3 separate regions of the Bombyx mori genome follow, and regions 1 and 2 are each linked to region 3. A link is a contact called in public Hi-C data. All regions are on one chromosome and are shown on one strand. Each heading gives the region's core, a stretch centred on a gene start, on an enhancer-like site or on the middle of the called end of the contact. The rest is flanking DNA. Distances are from core to core; before and after follow the strand shown. Region 1 overlaps LOC101740927. Region 2 holds the start of LOC101737357 (interferon regulatory factor 2-binding protein-like A). Region 3 overlaps LOC101740927.

Evidence for each region. A called contact is a pair of places that touch in the nucleus more often than the background predicts.
Region 1: a contact with region 3 is called in a Hi-C map of middle silk gland, with 1.5 times the contacts expected there. The contact joins two enhancer-like sites. A contact is called at or near these places in 2 of 7 Hi-C or Micro-C datasets (middle silk gland and whole pupa).
Region 2: a Hi-C map of whole pupa shows a contact between it and region 3, with 2.2 times the contacts expected there. The contact joins the promoter of LOC101737357 here to the enhancer-like site in region 3. A contact is called at or near these places in 2 of 7 Hi-C or Micro-C datasets (posterior silk gland and whole pupa).

Annotation. Positions count from the first base shown.
Region 1 is chr18:13,166,425-13,169,453 of ASM3026992v2, reverse strand. All of the region lies in intron 3 of LOC101740927, which reads left to right. Among protein-coding and RNA genes, the nearest start is that of LOC101737357, 23 kb to the right of the region's middle. Within about 2 kb of position 1,348, at least 7 of the 8 cell types and tissues checked have open chromatin away from gene starts, as enhancers often do.
Region 2 is chr18:13,142,859-13,146,037 of ASM3026992v2, reverse strand. LOC101737357 (interferon regulatory factor 2-binding protein-like A) reads left to right here and starts at 1,474. Exons shown (of 4, transcript XM_021349330.3): 1 at 1,474-3,179. The coding sequence starts at 3,000. The region is part of intron 3 of LOC101740927; the gene reads left to right.
Region 3 is chr18:13,206,388-13,209,250 of ASM3026992v2, reverse strand. The region is part of intron 3 of LOC101740927; the gene reads left to right. Among protein-coding and RNA genes, the nearest start is that of TRNAT-CGU, 54 kb to the left of the region's middle. Within about 2 kb of position 1,345, at least 6 of the 8 cell types and tissues checked have open chromatin away from gene starts, as enhancers often do.

The sequences.
Region 1 (3,029 bases), core at 99-2,598, 40 kb after region 3:
GCATATCGTATGGCCGCATGGGAAGTTACTATAGTTCGATCATCCTCGCCTTTGTGTCGCGTTTTCGTCTTAAAGCTGATAATTTTTTTTTTACTGTCGTAATTAGGTAAGGTACAACCGAGCTAAACACTTCTACTGGTGACATGGCGTATGGCATATCGTATGGCCGCATGGCAAGATACTACAGTTCGATTACTGCCGCAAAACGACGTTACGCTGTGAAGCAATTAATGCTTCGGCCTTATGTTTCAAATTTGGTTGGCAACTCACCTTGTGATCCCTATGAAGCTCCATTAACCACCCGTGCTGCGAACTGTAAATAGGTTAAGATCTATGTAAAACCAAAATAAAAAAGACCCTTACGTTTTGGTACAAAAAACACAAAACGCTATTGTACAATTCGAAACACTATCTGACCCGTCAGTCTACGTAATAAACAATGATAAAGCATAGCCTAAGCCGACGGATCTAGAATCTGCTATCTATCATAACGTCAAGAAGCCCATTATGTTTAAATCATGAACAAACACGAAGAAATTTGTAAGCAATCGATTTAAATATAAACAAAATACAATGAGCGCTACTTACCTGACTTACATACATAGTCACATAATTTTGTTTGGTTTACTACTAAGGTTGTTGGTTTTTGTTGTTGCTGTAGTCTTAGGGTACCCTGCTGGTACATAGGGCCCTCACAAGTTGTTTCCACTTGTCCCTGTCTTGCCCTTGCTCCTTGACGTCTCTCCGACAGGCACCCCAGGTCTTCTCCTGCAACGCGGTTGCCACTCAAACGCGATTGATACTGCGTTGTCTCCGCTGCGCCGTAGTGTGTATTCTATCCAAGCTGACCCTGTACGACTCCGTTTTCGAAAGAGTTCTCCTGTTTGGATGTGAGACTTGGAGACTGACCAAGATACTCACGAACCAACTGCAGGTGTTGAGGTCCGCATATTCTGGCCAGTTATTTACTATCTCTAATAAAACCTCTGGACTAAATGTGGCCAAATCCCCATCGCGCAAGATTACTAAGGTGCTAAGTATAAAACAAGTGATACTATATTTTGGATACAATTAATCGTAAATAATGTTATCACTACAGATAAAATTACAGACCCGAAACAAGTACCCAGGAATAGCTCCAATAACATGAGGATCGCACACCCGTATCTTGTGAGTAAGCGCCGGACGGACTATTATTACTACTATACGATATCCATCTGCCTAACAACAAACTACATCCAAATAGTCTGTGTCTGGTTTGTTGTCACGTTAAGTTCTCTTCGTATTAACGCAGCGGAAAGTTCCCCGGTCGAGTCGTGATAAGTTATCAGCACGAGGCCCGTCCGTGTCCGTCGCACTGTCAACACTCTTATCCGCTCGACTTGTTTACGTATTACGTTTGACATTAGGTAACGTACGTTCCATGCAACGTTTTAATGTTGTCGTAGTATCGGAGGATATATGAAGGGTCCAGTTTTTTGTGTGTGGAGAAAACCAATTTTGCACTGTTTTTTCGTGCTTTAAGGATAATTTTTAATTAAAAAAAATTATACATTATCCCCACAGTGTACCAATTTAAGAGGAGCCACGGTAAATTTCGTATGTAATCCATCGATTCCGATCCAGCGGTAGATTCTGCGAAGCACTAGGTACTCTTGCTAGAGCTAGCGTTAGCAAATTCTCTCACGTTGGGCCAGTGAGATCACCTACCTGTCTGCGCATAGTTGGAATAGCCCCTTGGCTACCATCGAACAGGTTAGGGTTAGGTAGGGAAAAAACGTTCACATCTGAAATATTTCCGGACAGAATACCGCACCGCACGACCTCCACAAGCTTGTCTTCTGAATCCCGTGTGCCCGCATCCTCCTAAGACCCTACTCGTCGGAGATAGATGACGATAGAACAACCGGTCATAGGGTTTGCTACTCACGTGCACCTGACTAGGTTGACGCAGAACCCGGTTTCTGACCCCGGGCGGAAATCGGGCGTCGGGTGTGAGAGTTCACGGGAGTCGTTAGTGCGGTAGGGGCTTAAAAATATCTTTGGGCCCGCGTTCTACTCCCGACATCTGCAGATCGTCAAGTCCCACATACCCCGCGAGCCCCCTAGGCGCGGGCCCCCCGTAGGAGGTTGGCCACCGGCTCGAAAAAAAAAAGAAAGGCCAGACAACTCGTAGAGGAAAGCACTGCACCATTCTCTAACTTTTTCTATACATGTGTGTGACCACACTTTTTCTATGTACACCCAATGCGGTATCTAGATCGTTCCATCCACCCTATCCGATATCTAGATCGCTCAACCTATCCCATTCGACGTGGTGGTATGTGGTAGACACTCGGAGAAATCTCAAGTTAGTTTGGTGTTTAGTTTTGTAACTCCGTTGCTAACAGTCTGCAGTTCAACATTATGTAAATATTTTGACTTTCAACAAACCAGAATACAGAACTTGTTGATGAACAATCAGGTAGGTCAATCATTCAGTCAATAGGGTGATGATTTACACCTTGAAACCAGTGACTGGCAAGATCATCTTAGTAGATAATTATTATATAGATATTAAATAAAGCAATATAGCTATATAGCGAGTAATTGTGTAACTGATATATTTATTTGATAACCAAAAAAAATCTATTTCCGTATAATAATAGTGTTTGTCAACAAACAAGAATTCAATGTCAAATAAAAAAACAAATGCGTAATAATTAACTAATTGTGTCTATTAATATCCGTTTTGAAATGGAATGTTTTTTTTTATCACACGTGAAAAACTTTACAATACCGCTAATGTCCTCAATGAAATAATGAAACACGTTGCAGCTGCATCTACTCTGGTTGAATGTCCATACCAGTCGATTTAGAAACCTTTTTTTGACATAAAACCCGAATTAGCGAACACACCGGAATTTAATATAGAAGATGTGTACGGTGTTACCTAGGACATGTCAATTATTGTCATGTCATATGTCAAAAATTATCATCTCCAATTTGATTTGCTTGTTCCAAAGGACAATTTGGACCAAACAAAGCGA
Region 2 (3,179 bases), core at 225-2,724, 63 kb after region 3:
TTTCGTGGTTGTTGAAAATAACATTAAAAGGTGCGATGACACTATATAGTAATCTTAATGTTTTGGATTGAGGTAGACATAGATAAAACGCACGATTGTTGCTAAGCGATTAACGGAACCTATAAATCATATGATACCTTCGTTGCAGTGCCGAATACGGCCAGCCCGAAACCTAAAGTATATGTATATGATTATAAAGCCCTTAAATAGCATTCCTTCTGAAAAAAAATTAATGTAAAGAAAACAGAACATTAACATATAGACTTTTCTTGATTTAGTGTGTGCAAATTCAGAAATAACACTATATTCATTATAGTGAGGTAATTCAAATTATGTTCCATTGTATTTCTGGACACATTTTTAATTCGTTTTAATGTTGAAATGGAGCTTTGACGCTACAGTTCATCAAACTCCAGTAAATATTTCTACACTTGGATAACACGATTTCAATTAAGTTTTTGTCCGAACTTTATAAAATTGACGTTTTAAACCGTTTCGTTCCAAAGTCTCGTGATTTTACTGTCAATATCAGCTGCCACATCTATGTTCTGTGTTGAATGGTTCAAGACAATGCCCAAGCCTTCTTCCATGTCATCTGGCTAATAATAAATGACGATAATTAAAATTATATGTCACTTTCGGTAAAACTAGCATAACAGGTTAGTAGCAATAGATAGGCTTGACTTTGATTGTCCAAGTATTCCGAATAATATATTGATTACTCGCTTATATGCTTTCAACAGTTTGACCAATGCCGCCAATGTATTACCGTCTATAACAATGAACACTGAAATTTCAAATTGCTATCCGGGTGTTTGATTATCTATCCAGTGAATTAGAAGTGTTGAATCATTCGTACAGTGTATGTTGCCTGCGTTTTCTCATAATCGATTTCCGTTATTCCTCAGAGTCAATCAAGGCTTTGTCTTTTGTTTCTATATGCGCAAATGTGGATCGCACTGCTTGTATGAAGCATTTAATGATTTTGTACAGTGGACGTACTGTAATAAGCTTGTTTTCTACTACAAATACAGCAATACTATTAACGTAATGTCCGTTTTTGGATACTACAGGCCTTCGGGGTTCGGAACCCAAAGCATTTTCTGCTTTGAGTTACATGCTTAATGAAGTGTAACGCTGCGAATTGCAGCGGCCCATCTTTTAAACCGAATCGTATAATTGTCTCACGGCAAAAATAGACAGGACGATAGTACCAATCCGAATAGGCTGACAAGATGACCTTACCACCAGCAACCGTCACATTTCACGGAGGATGCCATATTATAAATAAGTCACTAAACAAAGTTTTCTTATAAATACGTACTACGTAGGTATCACGGGAATATTATCAAAAATGGAGAATTGTATCCATGTAAAAATATAGATAGAAATAGGAGTGCAGAAAGACAAATGAATGGTGGATGAATTAAACGAGTAATTGCAAATAATAACGATGAGTATAAAATGTATAGTAGACACTGATATAATCGCTGATAGAAGATAGTGGATACAGAATACGTTGACTTAATTTTGCAATCCGTCTGTGGAATAAATATGTTAAATTAATGATTTTTTTAGTGATGGCTGAAATCAAACTGCAGTTCACATTACTGAACGATATATATTCGGTCACTAAAAGTACACAAAGTATGACCATATTCAGGTATTGTGTTACAAAATGACGTATTTAGAACAACGTTAAAACTCAAAAACGTGTTAATTTATTATAAGCGATATAATCGTTCTTGTCGACCGTTCACGTTTACCTGGCCGTATAACTGTTTTTTCTCCGATCCTCGGCTGCATACAAAAAGTGATGAGAGCTGTTTCCATTATTATTAAGCACAACAAAAATGAGCGGCAACAAGGCAAAGTGAACGGTGCGACGTTGCCGATCTGCACGCTCGGCTGACTCGTCACGTGACGTCACGTCTCAAGATGGCCGACACACCGGTCGCGTCCCCCCGCTTCCACGCCAACCGGATCCTATCCAGTCGCTTGGTAGTAGTAATAATAATAATTTAGAATGCAGCCGTCAGAAAGGAAACCGACCGAGAATAGATGGGAGAGAATATACTGAAATTTAATGTATCGGACGTGTCTACGTTATATTTTAACGCTAATTGTTATTCTACAACACGCTGTTTACTTTCGTTGAATAACACGGACTATGAATAAAGGGTCGTGGCCGTGTCAGTATGTATGGCGACTGTGTGATTCATTTATAGGTGGTTCTAATTAAACTGACGTAAACAGCGGTTGCGTTATATAGTTCATTTAAAGAACTTGATAATAATACCTTGATTACCATATTAAGATATGGCTACGTGAATACGCTTTTGTAAATAAGCAGTTGCGTTAAATATTTAATTTAAAGAATTTAATACCTATTAATAGCTTGATTACTTTAATTTATGGCTACGTGAATACGCTTTTGTATATTTCCTATTAAGTAGGTACCTAAGACTGGCTAGAAATCTTAATCTATGCCAATAATAAGTAGGTACTTTAATATAGAGTAGGGCACCTACCTACCTTTACTACACCATTGAACTCTCGAAAAATTGAGTAGGTAACCTCATTGCTTTTTTCAATGCGTATTTAGACGGGTTCGTCGTTATCGTGCGATAAGCGCGTCGTCGGGGTCGGGACGAGTGGCGCATCCGCGTCGCGGCTAACGGCTCGTCCTCGTCGCGGTGGCGTGGCGGTGCTGCGCGCGCTGACGTCACCGCTCGATAATGGCTGCCGCGCCCGGCCCCCCCGCCACACACACGCCGCCGAAGCTCAGTCTTTCCTCGACCTCTTAAAGAAGCTAGTGTCTTTTATGTAGTGGCAACAAACAACTGTCGTCCGCGAAGTCGAATGTGAAGTTTTGTGTTTTTATTTGTGACTACCATGGTGACAGTGTTTTTTCCCGAAGGCATAATAAATCAGTGACAATTTTCAAGAGAAACGAAGAAAACCGATCTCTCGCACTCCGCACTACACCCGGCGGCGAGATGTCGGTGATGCAGAAACGGCAACACTGCTACCTCTGCGACTTGCCCCGCATGCCGTGGGCAATGTTGCATGAGTTTTCAGAAGCAGTGTGTCGAGGGTGTGTAAATTACGAGGGCGCCGATCGAATCGAAGTAGTTCTAGAAACAGCTAGACAACTAAAACGCGCTCATGGTTTCCAA
Region 3 (2,863 bases), core at 96-2,595:
AGTGCCGCTGGTGTTCCCGAAAAGCACACAACACCTGAACAAACAGAATTGTTGACATTAGGCTTATCTTAAAAAAAATATAAGTCAAACGTCAACAAAATTAAATATGCTCGGAAATCTAAATCATAATAGCTATATACTTAAGTATACTCACCACAAACGCGTTGCGTTTATTCAAAAGGTGTTCATACGAATGTTATGAAAGTATTCGTCGACCACAAATATTGGTATTCATTCCATCACTACCCAAAATTCCGCCGAGGCTAGTTTTATACTTCATTTCTCTGTGTTTGTTATTCACATTCTCATTCATCATATTCGAAAATACTTAACGATAAATTTTAATTTAGCCGAATGCAGTTTTACGTCAGCGACAAAAATAAGTATGATATGATTACGATTGTATGGTTTAATTTTGAGTTTTATTATATTTTAAAACGTTTCAGGTTTACTTCGACGTATCGAATACTCAAGAGAGCTTGTGATCCGGGACGATTCAGACCTTAATCGGGAAAATGTGTTTTTATTTATTGCTTGGACAGGTGAAAGGGCTCATGGCTTATCTGGTGTTAAATGGTTACCAGAGCCCATAGATATCAAAACGGGAATGCCTCCACCAATCTTACGACATGATTTTAATAATGACTAGTTTTTAATAAAACGGCCGTCATTGTACCTAATTTCTTAAGTAGTATATATAGCCAAAGCCCCGTAAACACCACCCAGATCGGAACAAGCTTAGATCATTTACACTGGCTGTATAAAATCTAAGGGAACAAGCATCGTAAAGGACTCGTTCGCGAAATCTGGCGGTAGGAACTGTAGTCCTATTTCAAGCCCTGACTTTGTGTCTGAAGCATAGTATAGCCGTTATAGGACTGTACAAAAGCAATATCTACCCAGTGCGTATTGTTGTCCGTTTACAATATTCAGAATAAATACCTACTTAATGCGCAACGTAAAGTGAAAATAGTTGGCAGATACCGCCCTCCCTTGACGCTGGACGTGCGTTTGCGTTATATTGTCTTTTTCGCTTGATCGTGATATTTTAGGGACATTGCTGTAATTAGTTGTTTGGAAATCGTATAGGGCCCTTAGTTTTTCTCTTTCCTACAGCAGTGTCAGTTGTTTTTTTTTAATTCTCGAATCGTGTCAAAAGGTTAACAATGATACCGTTACAAATCGTAAATATGTGACATATTTCCTTATTATAATAACAGAATGTTGACCACGTGACACCTTATTGCGCAAACAAGGATGTTGGCTCAGGTGTGGCTTGCGTAACCGTCATACAGTCTACACACCGCGACTATTCCGATGTAGCTTGCACGAAGCCTGCGTGTGACTCACGTCAGCTTCGTTTAGGAGCGGCTGAATCTAATCTTCAAAAGAACAACGTTGCCAGTGTACTGTCGTTTACTTGGTGGCTGATTTTTTTCCTCTTTATTTATTTATTGCATAGATGGGTGGACGAGCTCACCTAGTGTTAATTGGTTACCGGAGCCCATATACATCTACAACGTAAATGCCGCCACCCACCTCGAGATATGAGTTCTAAGGTCTCAGTATAGTTACAACGGCTGCCCCACCTTTCATTCGAAACGCATTACTGCTTCACGGCTGAAATAAGCAGGGTACCTACCCGTGCGGACAAGACCAATAAAAAAGTACGTTTCTTACCTATTCGCTGGTAGCCTAAGGGGCCAGCTACGCGACGGGAGTGGCTGATATAAGTTGACGGCTAATGGTCTCAAGTGGTCACCGGAGTCCACGGGCCATGACGTGAATGAGGTCATCCACGGAACGCAAGGTTGCTAAATGGTATAATGGCAGTCTTATCTATAGTAGTTTTTTTTATTATTGCTCAGGTGGATGGACGAGCTCACAGTCCACTTGGTGTTAAGTGGTTACTGGAGCCCATAGACATCTACAATGTAAATTAGATATAAGTTCTAAGGTCTCAAGTATAGTTACAACGGCTGCCCTTCCCACCCTTCAAACCAAAACGCATCACTGCTTCACGGCAGAAATAGGCAGGGTCGTGGTATCTACCCACGCGGACTCACAAGAGGTCCTACCACCAGATCTTCTGTTGCAAAAAACAATTGTCAATCTGTCGTCCCGTTTCGAATTTGGAAATACTAAAGTTCTGATTGAATAAAATAAATAAAACAAAAAAAGAAATTATCGCACAAAACGCAAAGTAAATCTCTAACGTAAGCAACAACAGCTATGTTAGTATAAAAGTAAAAGTCGATATCGTAAAACGTTCGAATATAACCTAAACAGTGAATCCGGTATACGTTACCAGAGACGAACGAAATGCTTAATGTCCGTGAAATTGTGTTTTTACTGGCTGCCATCTTACGTGAGTCATTGAGCTTTTAGTGTAAATAATACGAGTGTGTTTTTGCGAGGTGTAGCGTAAACAGAAGTTGTCGTGACCTAAAAGACAAGACGCCCGAAGTGCTTGCATAAAGCGATGATCAAGTCGGTGCTCAAATCCGGCATACGGATACCGATTTTTCTGATGAAATACGTACCTTGGATGTGATTACGAATGACTTTCTTCTTCTTTTTTCCATTTTATCCCACTAAGAGGGGTTGGCACAGCTAATTGTTCTGTTCATTCTCTTATATCAGCCGTCATCTCAACACTCACTCCTCTCTCATATCGTCATTCACACACTCCATCCATGTCTTCTTCGGTCCTGCTCTTACCCCTCTACCTTGCACTACCATTTCCATACATCTCCTAGACACATTCATCTTCTCTCTACGCATCACATGTCACTCCACACATCCAACTACACATTCGCATCTCTGCCGCATGCACTCCTCTTTCATGCTTTACTTTCGTCGC